Linked DNA regions of Mus musculus: all the other regions are linked to region 1. The links are chromatin contacts, called in public Micro-C and targeted proximity ligation maps. All regions are on one chromosome and are shown on one strand. The core of a region is the stretch at or near the end of the contact, and the rest is flanking DNA. Distances in the headings are between cores, read along the strand shown.

Region 1 (3,257 bases), core at 277-2,776:
AGTAGCCAGACTATACGGACTCTAGAGCCAAGCAAAATGCCTAGGTTTCTCTCTTTACAAAAATAATGCCAAGTAACAATGAGCATTTTCTTTAGAGAATTCTGAGCCTAAATTCCACCAATATTTTGTGCCCCACCCCCGACTATGTCCAGCACAATCTGATAGGAATCATAGACCAGGCCCTTGAAACAGATGTGTTAAACTAGCCAAATAAATAAATCAATAGAATGCATGCCTTTCTGCAGCATGTATCTGCTTTTCTCATCTACCTCTTGATCTGTAATGTATGGGCATTGTTATTTGAATTTGTTTGAAAGAAAAAAAATATAATCTATTTATACAATATGCAAAATCTATAAAATTTATGCTCCAAGGTGCTAGTAGATTTAAGCTTGCAGATATCCTTCAGACAGTTAAATCATCCTGAGATGGGTTAATCTCAGACACAGTCAACTAGTCTTTAGGAAGAATGACAAGGGATTGGAAGAGGAGAGGGATAGGATGTGAGGGCTTCGGACAGCTGCTTCTTTTAAGGTTAGGCAAACCATTTCATAAAGACCAATTTTTCTTTTTACAAGAAACTACTCTTTGGCCCCTCACCTGCAAAAGACAAGGTGGTTAGAGAAGTCTGAAGAAGGCCAGACACCATTCCCTGTTGTGTCTGAAGTCATGGTACTTTAACGCAGACTTGGTGGCATTTCATCTGACTTCCTCTGTGGTCCTTTTTATATTACTCTCCCCCTCTGCTCTGGTGACATACTTGGAAAGTTGGAAAACTCTCCTTGCTGAGGTAAATGAAGCCCTTGGAGATAAGGACACAGAAACGAATGACCGAATGGCCGCTCCCTTGGAACCCACACTTATCCGTTCTCTAGTACTGTAGATATTCATAGAAATATCTTTCCATGCTCTAAGCAGGGATTTCACCCTCCTGTGATGTTGCTGCTGAGTATCAGAATGGCTGATCTCCCAAGTCAACAGGCGACAGACTTTTGGCTTTGGCTTTTGTAAGAGTGAATGATACTTAACTGTCCTGTGTGACAGCTTCTCCGGGGAGCAGAATGCGCAAAATAAACAGTTACTGAAAAGCATAAAGAATTAGTGAAGTGAAAATCTCGATATTTGTTTTGAAATTGAGACAGGAGTGACCTTAAAATGCTCAGTCCTGGGCGTTTAGCGCCGGGATGAATGAATCTTTGCCCATACTTCCCTCTCATTATCCTGTAAATCTTAGACTTTCCAGAGTAACGGGAAATTAATTCAAATGCAGCCCGGCGGAATAAAAAGGATAGAAATCAAGACTCCGGAGGCACTCTCCTCTCAGCCCTTTGGGGAGAGGACTTCACTGGCCCGACCCTGGAGTTTACAGCAGGGAGAACAGGGAGGCGCTAGGACCTGGGTGGCTCCTGGCTGAGGCCCCGCTCGTGAGGGCGGAGGAGTAGAGGAGGAGGGAGATGTGGGAAAGGAGGGGTGCTCCGGGGGGCGGGGGAGTCATTTATGCGGAGCGGGCGCCGCTGCCGTCGCCACTCACAGTCCCGGCGCGCTGCTCGGAGCCGGAGGGAGCGCAGCGAGAGGGCGAGCGAGCGAGCGAGCGCTTGGAGCCGGGTTCAGCAGAGGGGGCGCCCGGCCGCTGCTTGCGCTCCGGCCGGTCGTTTCCACGGAGCTCCAGGGCCGGAGAGGAGCAAGAGGCAAACGAAGAGTCCAAGAGCAAAGCCGGGAGAGCCCGCGGCGGAGGCTCCAGTCCCACTCCGCCGCCTCCCGTGCAAGCCGGGGAGCGATCGCTCAACGCCCCGCCGGCCCAGAGCCCGTCACCCCGTCCCCTCTGCCCCAGGCATGGTCTAAGAGCCTGAGAGGGGCTAGCTGTTCTGCTCTGCTCCCGGGCTCTCAGCCTCCTACCGACCGCTCCCGGCTGCGCGCCCCGCCGGCCCAGGCCGGAGAAGTTAGTTGTGCGCGCTGCTTAGCGCGCGAGCCAGCGGGCGGGCGAAGGCGGCGAAGCGTCGGGACCATGGACTGGGACTGGGGGAACCGCTGCAGCCGCCCGGGACGGCGGGACCTGCTGTGCGTGCTGGCACTGCTCGCCGGCTGTCTGCTCCCGGTATGCCGGACGCGCGTCTACACCAACCACTGGGCAGTGAAGATCGCCGGCGGCTTCGCGGAGGCAGATCGCATAGCCAGCAAGTACGGATTCATCAACGTAGGACAGGTAACCAACCCCCGGTGACACAGGCTCTGCACCCAGAAGCTAGTCGTTTGGGGGCTTCTTGTCCCCTCCGCTTCGACCCCTCCCCCTTTTCCAGATGTGCTTCTGCAGCTGTGGCCCGAACTCTAGGGCGATGCTCTCTCCAACGCGCTCGTTGCACAGTCACACACATGCCCCGAAGTTGCTGGGATCTCTGTTTAATTTGTTTTTACAAGCAATGAGGGACAGGTAGGGTCTGTGGAAAATATGGAGTGCCCTTGGACAGGTTGAGACTCGCCTGGACCTTTGGACCTGGGAAGTCCAGAAGCGCTATTTAGCTTGAGGAAATAGCCCTGCGAGTGGCTGTGGCAGGGAAGGTTGAGACTTTTGGAGGCCAAGGAGTGAGAACGCCCCTGGTTCTAACTGGGAGAGAAAAGCCTGGATTAACCTCCTGGGCCACAGAATTGCTGTGCTCTGGAGGGCTTTGAGTGCGGCGTCTGGAAGGGAGGTGGTGGGGAGAGAGGAAGGGGGCGGGACACTGGGAGGGAAGCACGGATTTAGGGGGGTCCTGGCTGCTGCCTCTCTTGGCCAGGATCCAAATGTGGGCCCCCGGAGCTGGGTGGGGAGGAACCTGGGAGACATTGAAAGCGGCTGAAATGTTCTGCTCCGGGAACTTGGGAATCTTCTACTGGCGTGGAACCTGGGGTACCCGGTTGTGGCGTGTGGCAGGAATGCTTTGCTGAGGTGCCTTTGGTGGGTTTTCGTTCGATTTGCCATGCTGAGGGAAATGCCAATACATTTTATGGGACCCTTGGCAGCGCCACCGATTTGTATTCTGGCTTAAATGGCCTGGATTTCAATGTCCTCTTCCCCATGTCCCTACCAAAAACTGGACTGGAGAGGGCTCCGTTAAATGCCCCTCCTAAGGACCTCACAACTTCTTTGGAACTGATCCAGGGAGGGAGCCCTGCCGCGGCTCTGACGCGACTAGAATTGAAAGTAAAGCCAAGGTGGGAGGGCCCTAGGGGCGTTTGGGGGCGTTCACACGGTGCTTCAAGGCTGCGGGACAGGAAGGTGC
Region 2 (3,257 bases), core at 329-2,828, 250 kb after region 1:
TGCATAGCTGGACCTGGTCCAAGGCCACACACCCATTCTTGTACTTGACGGAGGAAGTATCCCTCCTACCTAGGAAGCTCAAGAAAGGTGGTTTCTTCTGGCATTCTTTTCCTCTGACATGGTCCAAGGGCTCTATTTTATTACAGAAGCCAGTCTTTAATATCTCTTAGTATCTGACTCAGTAGAAGGGAAACCTTGTGACTGCCAATGTGGTCCTAAATCAACACTCAGTCCTGGCTTAGGAATCAAACAGTTGAGAGTTGGGGACAGGACAGGACACAAGACACAAAAAGGGTTGGAGAGAAATGAAGAAAAGCCCTGCTGTGTCCTGGTGTCTTTCATGCTGGTCTCCAAGACAATTCTTTGCCTTGAGGAATGGATGAATACAGCAGGATTTAGAAGGAGTCTGTGTTCCCAAGATTATTCCTAAGAGAGGGGAACAGTTGTCATTCCCAACATTCAGCCTGGGTTTTGAAGAGTAAAGATTCTAAGCTGAATATAGTGGTACTTGCCTGTAACACCAGCTCTAGCGAGGCTGAGATCAGAGGATTGTGAGTTCAAAGCCAACCTGAGCTACATAGCACAAACCTGTCAAAGAAAGAAAGAAGGAAAGAGGGAGGAAAGAGGGAGGAAAGGAAGAAGGAAGGAAGGAAGGAAGGGAGGGAGGGAGGAAGGAAGGGAGGGAGGGAGGAAGGGAGGGAGGGAGGGAAAGAGGGAGGGAGGGAGGAAGGAAGGAAGGAAGGAAGGGAGGGAGGGAGGAAGGAAGGAAGGAAGGAAGGAAGGAGAGAAGAAAAAGAAAGCCAGCAAGCAAGCATAGAAATTTCCAAAGAAGAGCAAAGATCACGGTTTAAAAAGAAGGAATAAACTTCTAAAGCAAAGTTTCTCTCGCAAGGTGGTTAGAGTTCACACATTCACCTCTGGTGGCAGAGGTGTTATCTGTCCTCACCCTGTCTGCATGCTTGCTAGCCTGGATGCCACTGTAGAAAACTCTCCGTGAACTTTTTCAGTCTTGTTTTGTTTGGTTTGGTTTGGTTTTTGAGATCCCTAGGACCTCACTGTATAGCCCTGGCTGACCTGGAAGTTGCTGTGTAGATCAGGCTGGCCTCGAACACACATATCCGACTGCCTCTGCTCCAGAGTAAAGGGTTGAGCCACCATGCTCAGCTGCCCCAAGCCTTTGAAGCAGTCTCTCCACCTAGGTCTTAACAGAAGCAAAAGTTCTAGCTCTGCTTAGACCCAGGGCTCTCTCTAGGTTGTTGTCTTGTGCCACCTCCCCAGACTTTCACTTTCCTTGACATTTCTCAGAGGAATTTCTTTTCACTTGTTTATCCGTTGACCACTGCAGTTCCTGGACGATCTGGTTTCTACAAAGTGCTGTACATGACGGTTACATCTGTGTGGGCCGTCTGGAGCCCCTCAACGGGTCCCTGTTCCCACTGATGGGCAGCTCCTGTGGAGAACAGCTGTTGGGAGGAGAGTGGTTTACCCAAGCTGGCTGCAGGTGCTAAGTGCTGGAGGGCACTCAGCAGTATTCAGAACTCCAGGCCAGTTTGAGCTTCGTGCCCCATTAGCCCAGAAAGCCAGCTTCCCTGGCAAGCAACTGCAGTGATTTAGTGGGTTAGAGCTACGGGTCACCAGAACTGTCCTAGGGTGAACAAATGGCCCTTTCTTGTCCTATTTCTTCCTCCTCGGCCCTCCCTGCCTCTTGGCCATATTCTCTGACTGATTTCAGAGCACGTGGCTTACTCCAGGGAGAATCTGGAGGTCAAACAGGTCAGGGTGGGGAAGCTGCTAGGTTTAGAGTCCTTTGAAAACTCTTAGATGAGAGATCTTTCAAACACTGTGCACAACATTTCCAAACAAAGCCTTGTCTCACCAAATTCTTCCATCAGCCACACTTCTTAGAATTATGCACAGCCCCTCTCCACACCTTGCCCCACCCCCATCTGACTTCCTTTTAGACTTGGCTTAATTGTCTTGGCTCTCTGTTCCAGTGTTTGGCCTCAGAATGAAAGCTGAAACTTTGGCTCCCTTTGTAAATTTGATTATGGAAACATATTTCTGCTTCTGATTATATAGTCTCAAGTAGAGAGAATTTACACTTTGTAGTCTGAAAACCCCAATAATTGTGTAAAATGTAGTAGTTATGCCTCAGTCACATTTGTCACTGCTGTCCCTAAATGTTCAATGGGAAACTGTTGATACTGGTAGACATCATGGAATATTAATGCATTCGTGGCTTGCAGTGAAAACATTACCGTTGTAATGGTCCTGCTGTGGTCACTAAGAATAAGCCTTTAGGTTTACACACAGCTGGCTTTCTCTTGGCTTTGCTAATGTCTGTGTCTGAATCTAGAGAAGTAAATTTCTTCATGAAATAGGTGCAACACCAACTGCCTCACACAAGCTTGGTGCAAGTATTGAATAAGCCAATGCACAGTAAACCATTACCCCAGGGCCTGGCATGTAAGCATTTAGCAAGTGGTGCCCTGCTTACGCAGTGCCTCTCAAAACATTCAGCCAGGGGCTTTATCAAACACAGATGCCTGAGCCCTGCTCACCAGGCCTTATTGCATGGTTCTGGGGTAAGGTCTGAGAAGCCCCATTTCTAGTAAGCTAACTGAGATTAGAGCTGCCAGCCCAGAGACTACACCTCAACCTCAATTTAAAAGATCTCCCAGGTTTTCTTGGTTTTATGTTACAAAATATCTTATATATGTGGTATTGTCCCGGATGCTGTGCGAGTAACTTACAAAGATGTTTATAATGCAAAACAGAGTCCTGCAGAAAAGCCATATACTCCATAACGAAGGCAATCTTTTGCAAGAGGATTACAAAACCAGATGTGTTTGGCAGTTAATGAGAGACTCCATAATATGCTTGTTGAAACTTTACATTTAAGGGATAAAATTTTCTTTTAGATAGTCTAAACCTCTCTAGCACCAATACCAAAATATTTCTTTTTAAAAGAATGTTTTTAAATTATTTTGTGTGTGTACGTGTACATGTGCGCATGAATATAAGTGTACATGAGAGTCAGAGATTTTGGGTTCCTTGGAACTAAAGTTAAAAGTGGTTGTAAGGTGCCCAGGGTGGGTGCTAACACCTAACTCAGGTCCTCTGGGGGAGTGGAGGTGAAGAGCTCTTAACCACCGAACCAGCTCTCCAGCCCCCAAAACATTTAAGCACTTTCAGTAAGAAAAAGAAGGAACCAAATAGTATGTTTAAATACCCAATATCATAAACAGTCTATCACA
Region 3 (3,257 bases), core at 443-2,942, 200 kb after region 1:
GGAGAATATTCTAGGTTGTTTAGTACCAGCACAATCAGGATGGTACTGTTATTTTCATGAGTAATACTTTACTGTTGAAACTTAAACTCCTTTGGAATAAGAATTATACTGTATAATCTTTATTTATGTTTAGATAGCAATTATATTCAACACCAGAAAAAACCCTTAAGGCAGAATGGTATATCCAGAAAGAACTGAATAGGGAATAATTGAATTTTTTAAGTCACTAGCTATTAAAGCTAAAATCTCACTCGGGAAGCAAATATTTACTGGCAGATATACACGAATCATTCATGAAACTATATATATATATATATATATATATATATATATATATATATATATATATATATATATATATACATACATACACTCTTGGGAGAATGACTATGGGTAGGTGGCAAATAAAGATGGCTAGCGTGATGCTTCATGCTGGGACAGTGCTCTCTTTCATAATCTTTATGACATCTAAGCATGCCATCTTTAACAAGGTTGATTCTTAAACACAGATTAATTCATCTATGAAAACTATTTTTTCTTCTTTCTATAAGAGGACTGAGTCCTAAGTGAGCTGGCAGTTACTTGCTTGTATGAATGTAGCTTTCATGCTTCTGTCCCTTCTGTTATTGATAGTCAGTCCTTAGTGACTGGTCACTTTTTTGTTTATGTGAGTCCCTTGGGAGCTCCTAGGGGAAGTCCCTCCACCTTTGGTCCTGAGTGGGAGAGATCCTGTCAGACCCATGATGGCCCAAGTGAGAAGAGCAGCCACAAAGCCAAAGGATGATGTACACCATCTGCTATGGTTTTAAAATAAAGTTCTGAATAGTCTTTTCTCGAGAGATTAAATGATCTGCAGTTTTTGCAATTGGAAAAAGCCCGTCCGTGCGGGTTTTCTATTGCTCTGTCTTATCAACCACCATGTCTTTTGCCTTACCTTTCCCTACACGCTGTCCAATTGATAAGTACGAAAAATTAAGGGCAGCACCCTAATGTAGATTCACTTATTGTAAGATACCTGGAGCTGCTGAGAAGATTTCTGAAGTTTGTGACAAGCTAGGACTGAGTTAAAGCAACTCACTCAAAGCTTCAGATTCCAGGAACTGAACATAATCAGGGGAGACCCACACAAGAAGGATTCGATAGCCACAAGCATTTCTAAATATCAGGCTTAGCATCTGGGTAAAGATACCCTGTAACCAGCCTTATCTTTGCTTTTGTTGTTGTCTTAATTAAAAACACATCTTACTATTAACTGTTCTGTTGAGAAATTTCCCAAGAGCCACATTGAGCTCTATGAAATGTTCAATGGGTGGGGAACACAGATGTGTTTGATTATGGAGGTAGCATCGCAAAAGACATACCCACTCCTTTCTTTAAGCAGAGTTTCACTCCACTTACAATGTAGAAAATCCACGTGCATTGAGACATCCAGGCACAAGTGCCCAGATTCTGTGCAATCACAAGGACAAGGGACCGGACATCGCATCCATGCTCCCTGGTCTACACTCTTAAGAGTTTCATGTGTACTGTAATACTGCAGTTCAGACTTGGAATTCTGCTGAGGTTTCTGGCATGAGAAGGATGAGTGAATTAAAAGGCAATCAGGAAAGAGTTGACAAGGTTTGTGGGGTTAAGAACAGCAAAGCAGCACACATTTCAACTTGAGGCTGAGCGGACAGGGTAGGGATGTACTGTCCTTGATTATTCCCTATCGTGAAATAATTGTAACCAGACACACGGAGCAGTTACCACGGGCCTTCTGCCAGGACTGTGAATGAAAATAGCTTTGTTATGTCTACATACACGCAGACAATACACTCTGTCCTCTAGCACTCCTCAAGTTCAAATTATATAGAAGCCAATTTTCCCTAGACTCGCCTGACTTTGTACCTTAAGTAACAGTTTCAAACAGGATGACTTCCAAAGGTATCCATTATGCCTGGAAAAGCCCTGGTCAGCAGGCTCATTCACTTGAGTTGTCTTGAGGGCTAGCCAGTGTTTCCATCACCTTAGTTGTACTAACAGCACCATGTTGGAGACTTGAGCTGCTGCAAAGACAAACTGAAAACAGAAATTTCTAAGGGATTCTTACCTGATTCTTTGCTTGGCTGTATTTAGGTGTATTCTGATGCCAAGATATGCTTGCATACAGGAGCCTAGTATGGCTGCCCTCTGAGAGGCTCTGCCAGCACCTGATTAAGGCAGATGAAGTTACAGCCAACCATTAGACTGAGCCCAGTGATCCCAATAGAAGAGTTAGGGGAAGGGCTGAAGGAGCTGAAGGGGGTTGCAACCCCATAGGATAAACAACAGTATCAACTAACAGGACCCCTCAAAGCTCCCAGGGACTAAACCATGGACCAAAGAGTATACATGAGCCAGTCCACTATAGCAGAGGGCTGCCTCTTCTGGCATTAGTAAAAGGGTAGGCGCTTGATCCTATGGAGTCTTGATGCCCCCCAGAGAAGTGGGATGATAGTGGGTGGGTGGGGGAGCACCCTCTTAGAGCCAAAGTGGAAGGGGAGGGGAGGGATGTTTATGGAGGCAAGACTGGGAAGGGGGATAACATTTGAAATGTAATCAAATTAAATGATAAATAAATAAATAAATAAATAAATAAAGTGTCTTTCACTGAAAATATGCAATTCTTCCTATTACAGTATTCTCAAATAAGAATGGTCCTTATTGCTATAGCAATCTTCAAATCTATTTCTTGTACCACTGAATAAATCCTGTTTTTAAGCAACCAAACATCGGGAAAGTATCATGTTACATACATCTAATATGTGTGGGAAGAAACATATACTGTTTGGATATATATGTTTTAGATGGCTTCAAAGGAGTCTGGCCAAAGTATGGGTAACTGGCAAGGAGGGGTGGACAGAAGTAAGTAGATTTGATGTGTATTTTTGTAGGTACAAAATTACCAAACATTCAGGAAATGCGTGAGGTTATATATCCTGAGAAAAAGGAAGAAAAGCAAGCTAATGTCTAATTGCTTTTCTGAACTTAGCCTGGTGTCATTTTTAGAAATAAATACACTTGATACTTTCCCATGGGATTCTAGGAATTCTAAGAAACATAAAACCTGGTGAGACTAGATGTCCCTGGGCCTAGATGCCTTGCACTGAGAACTGTGGTAAATGTCTTGGGCAATTATTGACTGGGTTTTGTGTGCCAACTCCCACAGCAGTTATTCTAACCATTTTTTAATCCTCAGAAAATATCTACCACTGTGTTTATAAATGTTATAAATG
Region 4 (3,257 bases), core at 294-2,793, 150 kb after region 1:
TTTTTTCATATTAAACTTGTAGTTTGATTCAGGTTTGATTTTTAACAAATGTGTCAGGGAGAGAGCCCACAGGAAAGGGTAAAGCCCGTGGGGGCAAGGCCTTCCCAGATGCCTGAGGAGGGATCGTGTCCTCTGCCCCCTCTTCTCACCACTCCTACAGGGGTTTGGGAAGAGACACAGGCAGGGAAGGGGCTGGTCCCCAGTCTGTACAGTGGTGCTTGGGGGTGAAGGACTATGGAGAACAGGGGACTAGATTGGGGATGAGTAGGATAAAGGGCACAAGACCATTTGCCAGAATCCAGCTTTCTGATTCCAAATTGAATTAAAAAGAAAAAAAAAGGAGAGGGGAACCTAAACCACGAGCAGTACCCGGCTCCCTCTCCCCCATCAGGGCTGCGAGAGAAGAGGCAGGGAGTTTCACCAAGGCCATGGCTCCCTCATTCCTGGCCAAGGGAGCTAGGTGAAGGGCAGGGTCTCCCTGATAGTTTGAGGGGGTGAGGAAAATCAAAATAAAACGTCAAATAAATGCAAATAGGAGTCCAGCCAAGGGCCCAGCCAGAGCAGAACCTGGCTTGGGGAGGGGCCTGTGTAGGCTCATGGATCGCTGCTGCCACCATCACCACCCTGGAAGCTGGTTATTTTGCCATGGCCTTGATCGCAGCAGCTGCCTCCTCTGTCATGGCAGACAGCACTGTGATCAGGATCTCTTCTCCACAGTCATACTTCTGCTCAATCTCCTTGCCAAGGTCTCCTTCAGGCAGACACTTTGACTTCCTCTATGTCTTTCAATGTGGACTTACATCTGGCTAAGCAGGTTGTCAAATAAGATCCTTATTGCGAGATTGAGTGAACTGCATGTGCATTCTGGGGGAGTTCTTAAATGACTGCATGTCATTTAGGGCCTGGACATTTGCCTGTTGTCACATTGTGTTTATGGGAATTATCAGTTGGGAATCTGTTTTGGTGCCAAAAGTTCATATGTCATAGTGACTGGAATAAAGAAGCATTTAGGATGTGGCTAGAGACTTGCATAGAGTATCTTACATAGCTCAAAGGAGCAAGCCAATTCCTATCATAAGTGTGATTTGACACATGATTGTTTATGCCTTTTCAAGGGAGACCAACAAGTTGCTGATCTTAAGCCACAACCTGCGTAGTTTGAAGAGCCACTGCAGGAATGATTTTTGTCTAATGTGATCAACAACGTCTCTAATCAAAGTGGTAAAATGAATCATTAATATAATCCACAGGTTGATCGGTCCAGGAGTGGATCTCACCTCTGGAGACAGAGCAGTGGCTGATCCACTCAGCACTGACTCTAATCAACTTCTTTGATCCAGTCAGTAGAAGATATATCCAGGAACCTGCTTCAGTCAGCATTTGATCCAGTCATTGCTAGGATCCATTCTGTGGTTGAGACAATTATTGGCTGATGGAGTCACCTCGTAGTCTAGTTGGAGCTTGGGTGTGATCAGTAGTTGATCCACCTAGGACAGGATCCAAATCAAGAAATTTTTTTTTCAATCAGTAGTTGCCCAATTGTATGATGTAATCAGTAGTCAGTCTAATCAAGTCAGTCTTTGATTCAGTCATTGGCTGATCGAAAGAAAGGAATCCACTGAGATTGAAGCCAGATTCATTGCTTTATTTGAACAATAAAAGTGAGATTATGAAACTGCATGTAGTATATTATCTAACAGCATGTAGTCACTGGCACTCTTACGTCAGCCAGAAATGAATCATGCTTGTAGTTTTTATGAAATACCGTGAAATATGAATTTTAATAGGGTCATAAGCCGACTCGGTTTGTGAAACTTTATCGGCTGTTCCAAGGACCATTTGGAATTGTTTCATTGACAAAGCCTTTTCAAGGCCATGGTCACAATGCCAGTTTGGCTAATTTCCCTCCCTTGTTTCTACTAAGCTCTCATTCTGAGTTCCCTTTCAACATAGATTTGTTTGTGTTTACCAGATACTGTGTCACTCGTGTAGGAAATGTCAAGACTTGTGAAAATTCATTAAGCAATTTGATTGGCTTGCTTTGCCTCTGTTGTTTGTGTATTCACAAAGATGTGAAGGTACACACAGGAAAGGAAAGGGATGCTGGAGTCAGCACCAGCTTCTCACGTTTATGTTCCATTGTTGTTCTTTAACTTTCACCTCTGATGAGGAATCCAACCCAGCCTCTCACCCATGCTGAGCTCTGACTCTACCACTGAGCCACGTACTTGTAGTCTTGAACAGCTCCTTCTTATGTAGAAACTCCAGTCATTATGGAACCATAAGAGCTTCTGGGCACAGCCTGAGAGTGCTTGTCTCAGGAAAGGTCTCAAATCACCACCATTTTCTTCTGGCCCTGACAAGTGTGGACAAACCAGGGACACGTGAATATTCCACCTTGAATGTTTGTTTTATTGTTGTAGAAACCTTAGGACTTGATTTCAGGAGATCTGAATTCAAGATCTTTCCATACAAATTAGTTGTACAAATTAACTTAGAGTAGTCCCTTAACCCATAAAAATCAATTTTCCATATTTATAATTTGGAGAAAAAAATACATAGAGTACAAGAACATTGTAGAAACCAAATAAAATTAAAAATGAGGATTGTAAGAAACAATCTGATAAAATAATATTTAAAGTATTTTACTACCTTCATTTGTTTTTAAATATGTAAATTGTATATTAAGAATTATTTGTGTGTATGTGTGTGTATACATGAATTTGTGTGTATGTGAGCATATATGTATACATGTTTGTGGAAGGCAAGTATATATACTTATATAAGTTTACTGAGATCAGAATAAGAATGGTCTATCATGCGCTATGTTTTTTTTTTCTTTTTTTGAGGCAGGGTCTCTCTACCATGGATGGGCTCAGCCACCAAGACCCAGAGACCCTGTAGTCTTCACTAACTACAGCTGGAGTACAGGTGTGCACTGTCACCACCTGACTTGTTAAGTGGTACGGGGCTCTGAACCTCAGCCCTCATGATTGTGTTCTTTCCCACAGACACTGATGTTTCAATGACTATGCAGGGCATTTACTGAAGTGAGGAACCTGTATAAAGCTGTATTCAGCATCAATAAAAGAGACTTTTAAAAAGGTAGACGCGTATATGGTTTGGGGCCCTAAGAAGACTGATTTTACTTCCACCATGCCTAGAAAACAAAGACTTTAATAACTACGCTGAGGGTCATCTAAACAAGCATGATTTTCATATTTTCAGAAGAAAATAGGAAAAGAAAAGCAAGGGAC

The links. A called contact is a pair of places that touch in the nucleus more often than the background predicts.
Region 2: a contact with region 1 is called in a targeted proximity ligation map of embryonic limb bud, with 3 times the contacts expected there. A contact is called at or near these places in 6 of 39 promoter capture datasets (cranial neural crest, frontonasal cranial neural crest, hippocampal neurons and 3 more), 6 of 484 Hi-C or Micro-C datasets (cerebellar granule neurons, myocytes, nephron progenitors and 2 more), 5 of 130 datasets of targeted methods (embryonic forebrain, embryonic limb bud, fibro-adipogenic progenitors and 2 more) and 2 of 9 other capture datasets (embryonic stem cells and liver).
Region 3: a Micro-C map of palatal mesenchyme shows a contact between it and region 1, with 2.0 times the contacts expected there. A contact is called at or near these places in 7 of 39 promoter capture datasets (embryonic stem cells, liver, maxillary cranial neural crest and 2 more), 4 of 484 Hi-C or Micro-C datasets (muscle stem cells, palatal mesenchyme and uterus) and 5 of 130 datasets of targeted methods (craniofacial prominence, embryonic forebrain, embryonic limb bud and 2 more).
Region 4: a contact with region 1 is called in a targeted proximity ligation map of intestinal villus epithelium, with 7 read pairs. A contact is called at or near these places in 3 of 39 promoter capture datasets (hippocampal neurons, liver and stem cell-derived epiblast-like cells), 3 of 484 Hi-C or Micro-C datasets (Sertoli cells, adipose-derived mesenchymal stem cells and muscle stem cells), 2 of 130 datasets of targeted methods (fibro-adipogenic progenitors and intestinal villus epithelium) and 1 of 9 other capture datasets (adipose tissue).

What each region holds. Positions count from the first base shown.
Region 1 is chr19:17,835,901-17,839,157 of GRCm38.p6, reverse strand. It overlaps Pcsk5 (proprotein convertase subtilisin/kexin type 5), which reads left to right and starts at 1,526. Exons shown (of 38, transcript NM_001190483.2): 1 at 1,526-2,203. The coding sequence starts at 2,006.
Region 2 is chr19:17,589,787-17,593,043 of GRCm38.p6, reverse strand. All of the region lies in intron 12 of Pcsk5 (proprotein convertase subtilisin/kexin type 5), which reads left to right. Among named protein-coding and RNA genes, the nearest start is that of Gm41812, 17 kb to the right of the region's middle.
Region 3 is chr19:17,634,671-17,637,927 of GRCm38.p6, reverse strand. The region is part of intron 9 of Pcsk5 (proprotein convertase subtilisin/kexin type 5); the gene reads left to right. Among named protein-coding and RNA genes, the nearest start is that of Gm41812, 62 kb to the right of the region's middle.
Region 4 is chr19:17,690,282-17,693,538 of GRCm38.p6, reverse strand. The region is part of intron 5 of Pcsk5 (proprotein convertase subtilisin/kexin type 5); the gene reads left to right. It also overlaps the pseudogene Gm17819. Among named protein-coding and RNA genes, the nearest start is that of Gm41812, 120 kb to the right of the region's middle.